Linked DNA regions of Sus scrofa: region 2 is linked to region 1. The links are chromatin contacts, called in public Hi-C maps. All regions are on one chromosome and are shown on one strand. Each heading gives the region's core, a stretch centred on a gene start, on an enhancer-like site or on the middle of the called end of the contact. The rest is flanking DNA. Distances are from core to core; before and after follow the strand shown.

What was found. Hi-C and Micro-C count contacts between places; a contact is called where the count stands out from the background.
Region 2: a contact with region 1 is called in a Hi-C map of liver, with 5 times the contacts expected there. The contact joins two enhancer-like sites. A contact is called at or near these places in 2 of 47 Hi-C or Micro-C datasets (liver and skeletal muscle).

Annotation. Positions count from the first base shown.
Region 1 is chr12:9,493,468-9,500,755 of Sscrofa11.1, forward strand. No RefSeq gene overlaps it. Among named protein-coding and RNA genes, the nearest start is that of SOX9, 850 kb to the left of the region's middle. Within about 2 kb of position 4,669, at least 5 of the 83 cell types and tissues checked have an H3K27ac peak or open chromatin away from gene starts, as enhancers often do. A contact at or near this core is called in liver, where this site is marked.
Region 2 is chr12:9,728,874-9,736,161 of Sscrofa11.1, forward strand. No RefSeq gene overlaps it. Among named protein-coding and RNA genes, the nearest start is that of KCNJ2, 620 kb to the right of the region's middle. Within about 2 kb of position 4,003, at least 1 of the 83 cell types and tissues checked has an H3K27ac peak or open chromatin away from gene starts, as enhancers often do. A contact at or near this core is called in liver, where this site is marked.

The DNA of each region.
Region 1 (7,288 bases), core at 3,419-5,918:
ATTAGTTAGCAGTTTAGAGTTTAACATGCTCTTTGTTAATCTATTTAAGCATTTCCTCTAAAATATATTCCTAAACATTGTAAAATGAAATCTGATCCATATATCATTGAGCCTGATTTTCCATCTTCTAATCCCAGGAGCAAAGGAATGGGAAGGAAAGGGCTTCTAAATCACAGAAAGGAATTTTATGGTAATATTTAAAAATTTTTATTCTTTCTATCTGTTCTTCCAACTTGCACTTCTTTGTTAAATATGGTTCCTTTTGGATCATGCTTTATATCATTGTCATTGCTATTATCATTAATGTCTCAGGAGCTGTTTGGTAAGTCTTTAACTGAGACTTGCTTTTTACCATATACATGCCCTGGTGGTCTTGTTTGGGTATTCATAAATATTACAGCCAGACTTTTAATGGATGTTCTAAATGAAAATAGAACTTGACTGCTAAAATTTAATTTTCTGTGTAAAATAAAAGAAGTAGCAAGGGACTAAAACATTGGCTGGGGCTTGGGGTTCCTTTGGGGAGCTCCCATAGGCTATATATCACCCTGTGTGGCTTTCATTTTCTTGGTGCAAATTGATTTAATGTGCAACATTATTAGATTAATCAGGTCCCTTTGAAAGAAGGGATCTTGCCAAAGAGGTTTTGTTGAACTCTGCTCCTCTGCTCCACTTTGACCTTTGTAGTAGTTTTTGGTTATTAAGAGGAGATTGGGAAAGAGCTAGGGTATCGCCAGCAACAACCCCTATTCTTAGAAAGGAAACACTTTTATCTGCCTTTGCCCACAAAGAGATGAAAACTCTGAAAAGCCATGCCTCATGAGATCAAGTAAGGCTTCATTGCTTCCTTTTGTTTTCTAGGTTGGATTTTATTTCTGTGTATTTTATCATAATACAGTTGAAAATCATGCCCACTTTTGCACTCAATAACTTTAACAGTCAATTCCTCTTAAAATTCTGGCCTGGGAGAAACACTGGTATATCCAGACAAATGGGTTTGTGTGTGAGTGTGTTTATATTAGATAAATTTGTATAACCTGTTATTCTGTGTGCCTTGGAAGAGAGTAACCTGTGGGAAAACTCCACTTTTATTTCTTGCAAACATCCTACAACATGGTGCCTTAAAGTAAACTAGCTGGGATCAAATCTCACCTCTTCCACTAAGTAGCTGAGTGACCTTAGGCAAATTACTGAACCTCTCTGTGCTTCAGTTTCTTTGTTTAAAAAAAAAAAAATAAGAAAGAAGAAGAAGAAGTAAGAGTTCTCATTGTGGCATAGCAGTAACGAACCTGGCTAGTATCCATGAGAATGTGGGTTCAGTCCCTAGCCTTGCTCAGTGGGTTAAGGATCCAGCATTGCCCTGGGCTGTGGTATAGGTTGCAGACGCAGCTCAGATCTAGCATTGATGTGGCTGTGGCATAGACTGACAGCTACAGCTTGGATTCAGCCCCTAGCCTGGGAACCTCCATATGCCATAGGTGTGGCCCTTAAAAATACATACATAAATAAATATATAAGTAAATGAATAAAAATAAAATTTAAAATGAAGTAATATGATTACCTACTTCATTGGATATTATGAGAATGTTACTAAACATTAAATTTAGTTATAATGTATGCACAATACTTCAAAGAACACCCAACACATTGTAAGATGATTACTGTTATAGAATTTAATTTTGTTGATTTTTCAGGAACTCTCCTTTTTTTGAATGCACTATTTAAATACATTTTAATATTATAGGCTGCCTTAAACGTATCCTGAAGGCAGATTATGTGCATTATTTTTACAAATAACAAGTATTAATCTCTTCTAACAATAAAATCACAGTTTATATTTAGTAGATTCAACTTAGAATTATAGAAAATGGGAGTTCCCGTCGTGGCGCAGTGGTTAACGAATCCAACTAGGAACCATGAGGTTGCGGGTTCAATCCCTGCCCTTGCTTAGTGGGTTAACGATCCGGCGTTGCCGTGAGCTGTGGTGTAGGTTGCAGAGGCGGCTCGGATCCCACGTTGCTGTGGCTCTGGCGTAGGCCGGTGGCTACAGCTCCGATTCGACCCCTAGCCTGGGAACCTCCATATGCCGCGGGAGCGTCCCAAGAAATAGCAAAAAGACAAAAAAAAAAAAAAAAGAATTATAGAAAATGATAAAAATAAATAAAAATCCCCCAGAATTCTCCTGAATAAAATACAGCTTTTTTGTATGTTTCTTTTAGCCTCTTTCTCAAATATTTTCTTATCGGAGTTTAATTTTATTATGTATCCTTATTTTTCTCAATTGCAATATGTAAAAACATTCTTAAGTTATTAAATATTCTTAGGAACATGATGTTTAAGGTCTGGATAAAATACCATGATATAACTTAACCATTAATGTACCCAACAGGTGATAAAAACTAAACCATTAAGGTACCCAAACCATGAATGTATCCCCCCAAGTGGGTTATAACAATGTAACCCAATTCATTATAAGTGAATTGAAAAAGAAATTAAAGTTGCAACTTCAAGTAAGAAAATGATGCGGCATTTTCTGCTCATGGTTGAGTCAAATGACTACTTTCTACTATTGGCCTCCTTTCTTCTCTTGCCCTGAGTAGTTCTGGAAACAGAAGGCAGCATTTTCAGCTTCCCCTGACTCTCCAGATCACCAGGCTCTCAGGCTTCTGGTCACTCAGTTCTTCTCCACTCCTGTGAAGAAATTTCTATTGGGCAAATCTTGCTCAATAACCCATATTTGAAGGTCCAAATGCAGCACAATGCTGAAAAACTCAGGGCCCTGAGCTTTGTCTGCCTCTTACCCAGAAAGGAGTTATTTCTCTTTCCTTTACTCTTCAGAATCTAGGCTCAGGATTTCGAGTTTTCCCTTAGTTGTCCCAGTTTCCCATTGATCTGTTTAAAGAGCTACCCAAAGAGATTTCGATAGGGGTGGGCAAGAACTTATCTTTTCTAGATGTTTCTGTTTTGTTTTTGTTTTTGTTTACCCTTCACCTTACTAGGCAGATACAGATTGAAAAATACGTTTCCTAGACTCCAAATGTCAACATGCATTCTTCGTGTCGTGCTAGCTCTAGAAAATATTGATAAAAAAAGCATAATCCTGGTATCCTTACTAACCTAACAGTTACGTAACACTCACGTACGATGAGAGCTCTGATAGAGCTGGATGCAGCAGGCAAAGATGTGCAGAGATGTCTTCACTTTCCTCGGGCTGTCAAAGTTTGCTTCACAGACCTTGGTCCTGCTTAGGTTGTCCATGGAGGGTGCTGTCGTAGATACAGCCCACGCGATGTGGTGTGGTTTCCAGCGCTGCCAGCCTGGGTGGGTCAACATCTAGAAAGCGTGTTTGTCCTTCCTGCCCAGTCTGGCATGGATGCTCTTGGTCAAGTGGCCCTCCTGGATGGTTCTTCTCAGGTGGTAAGCCAGGAACCAGAACCCCTCTGTTAATACACATGCTGTCTCCTAGGAATATGAGGGCTTCCACCGGCCCTTCTGTATCTTACTGGCAAACAGGCATCTATAGAGATTATGAGAGATGATAAGAGAGGTTTAGGAGGGCCAGTCTTGACAATAGTTCTGCCTACGTTGTTCTGGCCAGAACTCAGTCATGAGGAGATATGGCTGTGGGCCCGTGAAATGAAGAGAAGTGATGGCGTATATACTTAGCAGAATTTCTGCCACAGAGGTAGAGTATATACTCAAACAATAGGCAGGGTGGGTTATTGTACACAAAATTATACCTGTTCAAATGAATTTGCAATTTGAGTAATAAAAACTTAGGATCAGGCTAAAAACAAAGGGCTGTGTCCACAGTGACTTGATGCATACTTGACATTTCTATGGTTTGGGTCTGGTTTTTTGTTTTTTTTTTTCTTTATGTATGGATCTGTCTGGAATTCATTTGATTTGTTTAAGTTTTCCTTTCTGGAAAAGAGTTTGAGGTCACTTTCTCAGAACCAAACATGCTGATGACTTTTCTATATGATCCCAAGTTTGCGGATTCTCTAAAATATATGTTGAAAGTCCTCTGAGTTTAGTGCTCAATAGAACACAGGGTTGATCTTATTTATGCAAATGATTCATCAACCTATTATTGATGACGTGTCTAAGAGACCATATAGACTCCCAAGGAAATGAGAAAAAGACAGAAAATAATGTTGTATCTGCAAATAATATGGGAGAGTATAAAGATGCATTAGAAGTTGTCCGTCCTGTCAAGGGCTTTTAGTTTAGACGATACTCCTTTATTCCAACTTTCCATAAATTCAGGAGTTCAGAATAACATTAAGATGTGTAATCATTAAGAGTCGACACGCGAAGCCTGCTTCTTCCTTTCGAAGGTCGTCGTTCCTGGCAGATTTGCCAAAGGGATAGGGAAGTCTGTATAGGTAATCTATTTTTCTTTTTCCTGGGTGATAGAGCATGTAATTCATGATTTAAGGAACAAGGGCAAAGTCTAGCTGTCTGTGTTCTGGCCTCTGGGGTTAAAATCAAGGTCTCTAACGCTGCTTTCATCAAGGGTGGTGTTATGTTTTTCGAGGTGAGACCTGGGAAGAGGTGGTGGATGGTTAATATTTCAGAAAGGTAGCAATTACCTGATAACAGCAAGCAGCGTGGACTGAGTCTTGTTACCGCTCATTTCGGAGGTGCCAAGTCTGCCGTGGACATTGCCGTCATTATGGCTTCAATCGGCTGAGGTCACCTTGGTTCATGTGTTTTATACATTGGTAGCCTTCTCCTTATTACTTGCCAAACAAACCTTTTTATTTTTGCACACGTTTATGTTGATTTTGTGGTTTCTGAAATTGGATTCTGGCTCCTGGAGGCCCGAGTTTCCACAGCAACTGGAGGCCTTATCTGCTACTGGTTCTTGGCAGGCAGACAACTAGGTCTTTCAGTTTACTTTGGCCTTTTTTTTTTTTTTTTTTTTTTTTTTGCTTTTTTAAAAACTTTTTCTTCTCCCCTCTTTTTCCTACACCCTGTCATTTAGGCATCACATAATTAATTGCGTATATCCTGTGCCACATGCAATTGCCACAGCTTTGAAGTCCCAATAGATCATTTTATAGAGCAGTGGGTGCCATTTTAAAAGAGAAAAATTAATCAAGACTTGGCGCCAGGACACGGCGGTGGAGATTTTCGCATATCCTTCTCCAGGTATGATAAAGAAACCTGGGCACCCTCTGTTTCTTTTTCCGCATTTCCTTTCCAAACTGGCCTTTTCAATCTATAGGAAAGACCTCAGGACTGGGTTTGTTATTTTTCTCTCTGGAGCTAATTCCTTTTCCAAAACCAGCATGAACTGCCTCATTTGGTGCTGAGGTGAGGTTTGCTTTTTTCCTTGCAAATTGGAAAAAAAAAAAAAAAAAGTCTGATTTAGCATCGTGTCACTTGGAGGCTGCTACTGGTCCAGGCAAGAGCGGAAAAAACAACAGACAAACAAGAAAAAAAAATATACTGACCCTCTTAGTGAGACGCTATTAAAGTTTAGCAACAATAAATGATCTCATCACCTTCTTCATGTTTAAAAAAATAATAAATGTAATCATTTGCTTCGGCGAAAAGAACAAATTTGTTGGAGTAGACTCTCAGCCTCTGTATGAAAAGGATACATTGACTTTGGAAAGCAGAAATGTATAGAAAATAGACAGGTTTGTTTCAGAGTTTAATTAGTTTTCACTTTAGTTTATGGAGAGAAAATGTATGAATATATATGGGTGTGTATACCTGTGTATTTATCTCATTGGCAGAGTTGGTCTCTTCGTAGGGGAAACATACCTAAACAATGACTTCTCGAGGAAAAAAAGGCAGCCCCACTTGCTTCACAAAGGAGATGTCGCTTGATTCTTTTCTGTTCCAGATAAAAGTTCCATGTTAGTAGAATTTAGTCTCTGTTACAGATAAAAGTTCCATGTTAGTAGAATTCAATCATCAGTATAACTTTGTTTTCATTTTCTTCTTCCTGTTAGCATCTTTGAATTCCTTGCTCTATTTCATGATATACCCACTAGACTGATTCTATATGTAGAATCTTTCCATTACATGAAATTTCTCTAAACACTTTGCCCATTCAGACTAATTTGCCTAGTGTCCCATTGCCTCAGGGAATTTATTCTTCCTGCCAGAGCAAATATGAGAAACAAATTTTTTCTTTATTCGTGTTTGGCTTTGGATCTTATGATGGAGACTGCAGCTCAAACCATTTTTAGAAAAGACCTTTATGGCCAATTTATCTAAAGAACCACACCTTCAATCTACCTCTCCAACTCCCATCTATTTTTATAATCTCTTTTTTTTATGTTTATATCATGTTAGGTGTTTCTTTATGTACTTAGGTATTGATTATTTTTTTCAGTTAGGTTGGGTGGCTGTTTTATTCTCTATTATGTCTATAAAATAGAGAGTAATTCATTGATGAATTTATTTAAGAATTGTTCAAGTCCCGACTATAGCAGGTAATGCAAAAGGTCCTTGGGAATATAGTGACAAAGAAAGTGACCATAACCTCTTGCCATCAAATTGTCTATTTTCTAAGATAGAAAACTCTGGAAGAATAAAGGTGAGTCAGAACATTATTGTACTTAATAAATCCTAGGGCATAATGTTTACAAAGTGTCGCGGGCTGCTAGTGTCTTTGAGGAAGAGGAAAAGCTTAAAGGAGAATGTGATACCTAAGTAGAAACAGGACAAGCAAATAATACTCACTACTGTAGAATTTGAGGAAGGACTTTCAGGTGTAGGGGGTAGCATTCCTAAAGCCTCCAAACCTAAATGTTAGGGAGAATAGGACATCCTGGGACCCCTTCAGAGTGCAGGAAAGAATGCTAATGCACGGGGCAATGAGCTAAGGAGTGAAAAGTCCTTTGATGCCATCCATGCCCAGGGGACCAGACCCTTTGAATCCATTAAGCAAGGGTAAGACATGGTCAGATTTTTATTTTGTAAATTTGTCAACAAAGGCTGGCTTGAAAGAAGAAGATTCTAGCAGCATGGAAAAGAGTAAGGGGTATGGGGAGCTCATTCAGGAGAGCCAACATGACAGTAAGGATCCACTACCAAAGTGGCTGTGGAGAAAGGAAGTGTATACATGTAGGAATGATTTAGGAGGCCTTCATTAGATATGATTTAAGGGACCTTGTTAGAGAGGAGACAACAGGGAATCTTATGGCTTTAGAGGCCTGGAGAGACAGTGTCTACTCTATTTCCATTAAGAGATTCTTTCGAGAATCATATTAGGTAATGCATACTCAAATTGTTTTTTAAAATCAAACACAATATTAAAACACAG
Region 2 (7,288 bases), core at 2,753-5,252, 230 kb after region 1:
ACACCTGCTCTCCAGGAGAGAGGAGTTGCGTTCTCTCTGGGCAGTCCTCAGCTACAAGCTTGTCTTATCTTCACACACCACCATCCTGACCCTGTGGGACGAGGAATATTGACGGCGCTGGGTACTGGTAAAGGCAGCGTTCCCCTCTCCAGCTGATAACAGGCAGATGCATGAATTGGCCTTTTCAGCCAACCTCATGGTGTCCAGCCAGAGCTTATCTTCAGTTTTAAGGAAGGAAAAGCTGAAGTTGGCTAAAAGCATTTCTTTATTCTCTCTTCCCTTGATATCCTATAAGTCACCAGGGGAGCTGAATATTGCAAAATCCTGTCATGAAACAGCAGGCTGATAAACTGAAAAATAAAAACAGATGTGGAGCAGAGAAGGCTTCTGGACATTTGTTTCTTGCTTTGGACCGGTTCAAGCACTGGGACTCTTTAACCCCACTCCCACTTGGAAAAAATCTAATATTTCCTCTGCTTCTGATGATCACAACCCTTGGATAATTCGCATCTTTGGGTAATCACCTCTCCCACATTGAAGTCAAAATAAAGTGATGGGAAAATGCAAAATAAAAATAATAAGTGACATTTATTGCATGCGTATGTGCCAAACACTCTGCAGGCAATATTTCATTTAAACAGAGAGGGGGCAGAGAACAAACACTATAGAGTTAGAAGGCCTGGAGTCAAATCCTAGCTCTAGCTCTTGCTAGCTGAGGAGCCTGAGCAAGTTACTCTGCTCATATTTGTCTGTTTCCTCATCCGTGCAAGGGGAATAGTAATACTTAAATATCTCCCTCTTTAGGAGTTAACATTTGTCAGTCTCTTGAAACAGTGTCTGTACCACCCTCCACCAGTGTAAACTATGAATCTTATTATAATGCAATGAACTAAGGTGGGGTCTTTTGTTGTTGTCCTGTTTTGTTTTGGCTGTGCCCATGGCACGTTCAAGTTCCCATACTAGGGATTGAACCCACCCCACAGCAGTGACCCAGCTGCTGCCGGGACAACACTGGATCCTTAACCTGCTGCCCCAGAAGAGAACTCCTGAAACAAGTAATCTTAACAATCATCATATTTCACATGAAGAGCTGCATCTCAGTGAGACCAAGTCACATGTGAACTAGTATGCAGAACTGGAATTAAAAGCCCTCGCCTGTTGGGTTTCAAAGCCTAAGTACTCCACTCCAGTACCACATAGAACTTTCTGGACAAACCACAATGGAGATGTCACCAATCTGGGAAGATCACAGCGATTTCTTTATATGTGTGGGTGAAGTGTATAACGCAGGCACCAATCCCTGAGGCTTTACACGTGCAGATTCAGATGCGACTTCTACAGATTTCCCTCAACCTTCTACCTGCTGCATAAAAACAGGACTGCTGCTATTTTCTTATGATGTGAGGGTTAGAAATGGCATCAGCTTTGCAAAGGAACTAATGTCGAAGTTCCTTAAGAGTGGAAAAAAAAGTGCATCCTGTGGACAGACACCCTGGAGAAGGTGGAGACTGTGCCTTCACCAGGGATCTCTGCGCCACTAGAGATTCCATCACGCAGGAGTCAATTGGCCACAAGTGACAGAAGACCCGACTCATAACGGACGAAATATAAAGCACACACGATCTTGTCTTATTCTCGAGAATTCTTGAGAGAGGATGTTTTCAGGGTTTCGTAGTGTAGTAACCCAGGGATATTCATTCAGTAACTCAAGGATTTCCACGCTTTTCCTTTACCGCTCTTGGCACTTTTCGTTTTAGTCCCAGTCTTGTCTTTATACAGTAGTACGATGGTTGGGACGTCAGCCTGATTTGTGGCAGGGCCCTTGACCTCCCTGACTGCCCGCTTAGCCACGTGACTCCTTTCTGACCACTGATGGAAGAAAGTGACAGAGGCAACTTTCAGAAGGAACTGTTCTTGCCATTTTCCTCCGTCCTTCATACCCTCATTGAGGAGAGTAGAATAGCAATCTGTGAGCAGCTCAGGTTCAGGATGGAAGGATATAGGCTATCAGCCCTAAATTGCTAACTGTCACCTAAATGAAAGTGACAATTTCATCTCATTTAAGTAACCACTACTTTGGTTCTCTGCTACTTGCATCTCAGGCGATCTAACGGTAGGGTAGGGTCCTGGGTAGTTTCCCCAATAACCCACATTCAACACGGCAGCTGTAATGATGGCTCAAGTATAAATCGGTCAGTTTTACTGTCCATGGCTGCTGTCGCTTTCATTGCACTGATATATGATGCTTACTTTCTATCATGCCCTACTTCTCTTCTCTGCATTTACCATATGTCAGCAATCTGATTGCTGTCCTGTTTCCCTGGAGGAAAAAACAAGCTACAATAAAAATGTATCCACACTTTAGGGCCTTATGTGTCCTATTCTTTTTCTCTGTCCTCTCTTCCCAAAGGCCTTCTATAGTCACCTTCTTTTAGGGACTTCAGCTACCCTATCCTACATGAGGTCTTTCCTGGCCATCCTTTCGTAACACTGCTTTGTTAGCTCAAGGCTCTTAACAGTATCTGAAATTTTTCTTTTCTAGATATTTGGCTACTTATTTATTATATGCATTTCACTATAGAATGTAAGCTCCAGGAGTTCCGTTGTGGCTCAGCAGTAACGAAACCGACTCGTGTCCATGAGGATGCAGGTTGGATCCCGGCCTTGCTCAGTGGGTTAAGGATCCGGCATGGCTGTGACCTGCTGTGTAGGTTGCAGACACAGCTCGGATCTGGCATTGCTGGGGCTGGGGCGTAGGCCGGCAACTACAGCTCTAATTTGATCTCCAAGCCTGGAACTTCCCTATGCCACTGGTACAGCCCTAAAAAGAGAAAAAAAAAAAAAAAAAAAAAGTAAGCTCCAGAAAAGAAAAGACCTTATATTATATACTTGGTCATATGAGTCTTGTGAAAGCACAGCTTTATGTAGTTTGTATTTTCTCCAGCTTTTAGTGTAATTTTCTGGATCTATTTTCATGCCATTCCATAAGTATTCAGATTGCTTGAGGGTGCCTGTTGGCTGGAGTCTTATTCATAAATGATTTTTGTGTTCCCCCCTTGCATGTGATTAAGATTTCCAATAGACGATGCTTAAGTCACTGTAGTAATCAGAAACTAAGAGAATTTTAAAATAAAATCGTAAAGAAACTTAGAATGATTAGGAGAAAAGCAGCTAGTTGGGAGAATAAACATCCCAAAGGATGTCTAATTTGGTTGAAAATAACCAGGATCTACTGCGTGACGCTGGGAAAAGATTACTGAAGTTCTTGACTCCTGGCTTAATTTGCAGTCTGACCTAAGGGAGGCTGTTAAAGTTCCCATAAGTTGGATGGACACTTTCTAATAAATACCTTGAGAATCTTAAGATACAGCAGTTTTAAGCCAACACGGGAGAACTCTTCTGTATGTTTTCAGTTACCTTTCAAAATTAAAAACAGCTCTGTCTCCAGTGCACTTGTTTTGTTTGAGTGTGAAAACACTCCCAGCAAGTGCCTGCATGAAGGCAAGATAATAACTTGGGAAGTGAGAATTAAAAAAAAAAAAATCACTTTGTCTTTATCTGCATAATGGCAATCTATCAATTGGACTGATTTTTAAAAATCAATCTGGTTATTAACAGAACTTGAAAGTAACATTTCAAAAACGTTTCCTTTTCTTTATCCACTCATTTGACAACTGTTTTGTGTCCACATGCTGTGCGATGGGCAACGTGGAGTTTATAGCTTCAGTATTTGGATGATGAAAGGATAAAGGGATAGAACAAGAAAAGTAGTCCCTTGGAAATTTTGCATGCCTGCATTAAGTCACCCACGTCTATAGATGTTCCCTGCCAGCTTTCTAATGTTTCAAGCCTGTTTTCACTCGATTATTTTTCTCTAAGCAGACTGAACCTTAGAAATCAAATAATGACATACTTCCTAGAAGAAAAAAAAAAAAGTTTCCTCAAATTACTTCAGCGGACTTCCGCTGATGTTTTATTTTCAATAAACCTCGAGGCAAATAGCCACTTTCGAACTTTGCACTTTGCCCTCCGAGTTTCCCAACCTGGCGAAAGATCAATACCAGAGTCAAAAGTGTTAGCAAAAATGAAAATGATATGCACAAATTGTTATTTATACAAGTCTCTGATTTTGTTTACTGAGTTTAATATAAACTTTGTCTTTTGATTAAAAGCAAATGTGCAAGTTCTCTGCAGGGACCTGCTGTTCTAGATGATTATATCTTGGGGGGACGAAAAAGAACTGCAAAGGGCAAGAATTAACGGAGAAAGGCAGATCCCTAGCAGGAATTCCTTCAGTATTAAATAGCAGAAGATAATGACTAGGCTACGTGCGTACATGAACAGAAAAGGGAAAAGATCACTAAAAACAAGGTTTTACTTATTAAGGTCCTCAGAAATAAATCGCATTCAAAACAGTTGGTGTTGTGTAGTCCAATTAATAAAAATGATTGTCATTTTGAATTAGTTATTCTACTTCTTGAAATTTACCACATGAAATAATTTTTTAAAAAAGCACACACAGATAACACCTTTGGTGGTTGTAGCATTTTATTCCTTATTGAAATTGCAATGTTAAAAGTAAAAAAAAAAATTATAGTAAGAAAGTAAACAGTGCTCATATTTAAGTATTTTTAGAAGATAAATCCGCTTAAACTATTTTATAGGTTATTGAATTAACTGAGAAAGTTACCAATGAAATCAGGTATGTGAAAAGAGCAGGGTTATTCCTAAAACTCGATGTCAATGTGAGGGACCATGTGTAAAATTACAAATTACCTATAGATGAATATATACAAATTAATTGGCCTCTTTATCTGGTATTGCATCCATAGACAGTTTTCATTTTTCTTGCAATGTGGTTTTGTTTAAAATTTTTTTCTCAAAGAATAGACATTGCTTTTATAATAGGGCAGTAATGGTTAAAATGGGAGCTAAGCTGTTTACATTTATTTCTAGACACAAAAGGAAAATGTATTGAATTTATCAAGACTTTGTATATTTTATAGTAGACAATAGGCGCATATGGCAATGAATCCCACTCTCTTTTGTTTCCTTCTTCTTTTCAGGGTTGCCCCTATCAAGAGAGTAGACCTTACCTACTACATTAAAAATATCAGTAAATACCCATGATAGATTCGAGTTTGACTCTAAACAGTGCTAGGAATTTAGGAGTTTATAGTTCTTGTCCTCAAGGAGTTTCCTATCTTATGGGTAAAAGAGATTTACTATTTGAAGTGTTCTCAAAATAATCAATGGGGAATTAGTGAGGCCTTAATCAATTGCATTTTCAGTTTCCTGAGTTTATTCCTCTTCTCCTTCGAAGTTAAAACTTAAGAGAGGGGCAGGGTCTTATAGAATTAAATAACAAAAACAAATAAAGTAACACTACAATTAAGTTTATTACACTGTATTTATGAAGCTCAAATTAAGTTCTTTAAAATGCGGACATGAAATATGTGCACTTTCTATTTGACTTTAGATGTTAGGAAATGAAATTAAAACATCTGATTATGTCCTTTAGCACATGTTTAGAAATGTCATTGAAAATAAAATACTGTAGATACTTACAATGCAGCACAACAATGGGAGAAAAAATTATGTATACATGTGTGTGTCACTGGGTCCCCATGCTGCAGAGCGGGGGAAGAAAAAGTATGTTGGGCAAAATAACAATGAAAAATAAATTTAAAAGAAAAGAAAATATTAAATCAAATAAAAGTTCAATCCCAGCCCAGAGCCAGTTTAAGCACAACCCACTATCAAATATTTGGTGATTGATTTGTAGCCAATATAGGAATGTTGTAACCCAGTGCAAAGAAGTCCTTTATAAGTGACTCTTCTGTATTATGCCCTCAGGTCCTATGTTTATACATCCTCTTCATGCATGCTCTAACTTAAAACAAAAAAATAAAGACTAATGAAAAAAATTGAGACAAAATAAAAATTAGTGAAATATGCTCAATATCTGTAAGTAATTAAATATCGCATTGGTTCCTTGGAATTTAGCAGGCAAGAGATCATGTTTCACTCCATTAATGTGTTCTTTTTACTACCCAGTATAGGAAACAAAGAATGGGAACCAGTTCCCAGATTTACATTTTGATAAACTCATAGCATCCTTTCGAGTAAGATAGTCTTCCATCATCAATTTTTTTTTTTAATCCAAGAGTGCATCTTAATGATGCCAAAAGAAATTTAACTTGCACCTGAAATAGAAACAACTGGTTGACTGATCAGTTTTATCACTAGCGTAGAACAAAGAATGCTTGCCCTCTGACAATTTCAGAATAAGCTATCACAGTGTTCCTTTGCATGGGACTTCACAGGAAATGATAGTAAGATACTTAGCAATCTACTAGAAGGAGATAAGTGTCTTTATTAGCTTAGTTGTCATATTTTACTTTCAGTTTACATATACGTAGGCAAGTTTTACTGCCCAGTATCTTAATGATAAGAAAAAAAAAAAAAAGAGAAAGTTTCACTGTTTCTATTTTTCTGTGTAAAAAGCAGTAACAATGAACGCCCCATTTTTTAGTATTGCTTTGCCTCTTGCTGGAAAGGAAAGTTGTAATTACAAGCATGCAATGGAGACATAAAAGCCTTCCCAGGACCTTTAATTCACCTCTGCTTACACAGAAGTCACTTCCTATACAAAACAATAAGTCAGTTGCAATACCAAAATTCATTTCATTTCATTTATTTTAAATGAAATGGGCAACTAGATGACATTAATGGGTCACTTAAGCCTTGGGTGGCTGGGTTGTCCTGAAAAAACTTTTCAGCTTCCTTTGTGAATCTCTCACTTTTATAAACCAGAATCCAGTGCTCCTTTCCTTCTAGAAACTGGCTAAAAGTATTTCCCATGGTCTAAAGAGATTTCCATATTTTATTTTACTCCACTTATCATTTCTCCACTATCAGTATGAATTTGAGAGTAAGAGAAAAAAATGACGTGCTGGAAACCAGCCTTATACAAGTAAGCTCAAAGAGGCCCATGTAGTGTACACTTCAGGGTAACAATGAGCGCCCCATTTCTTAGTATTGCTTTGCGTCTTACTGGAAAAGAAAGTTGCTTATAAAATAAACCACACACACTGGCGGAACTCACAATTGGAACATTTAAATGATTATTTGCTTCTCTTTCTACCAGCTTGTAAAACATTATTTTCTTATTCTTCCTTAAATGGCCTGTGCTAATTACATACCATGACCTTTGCCCTCTAAGTGCCTTCATTTATGGCACCACATTCCTTTCTAGGGCAACACATTGGCCTGGTTTATAGGATGC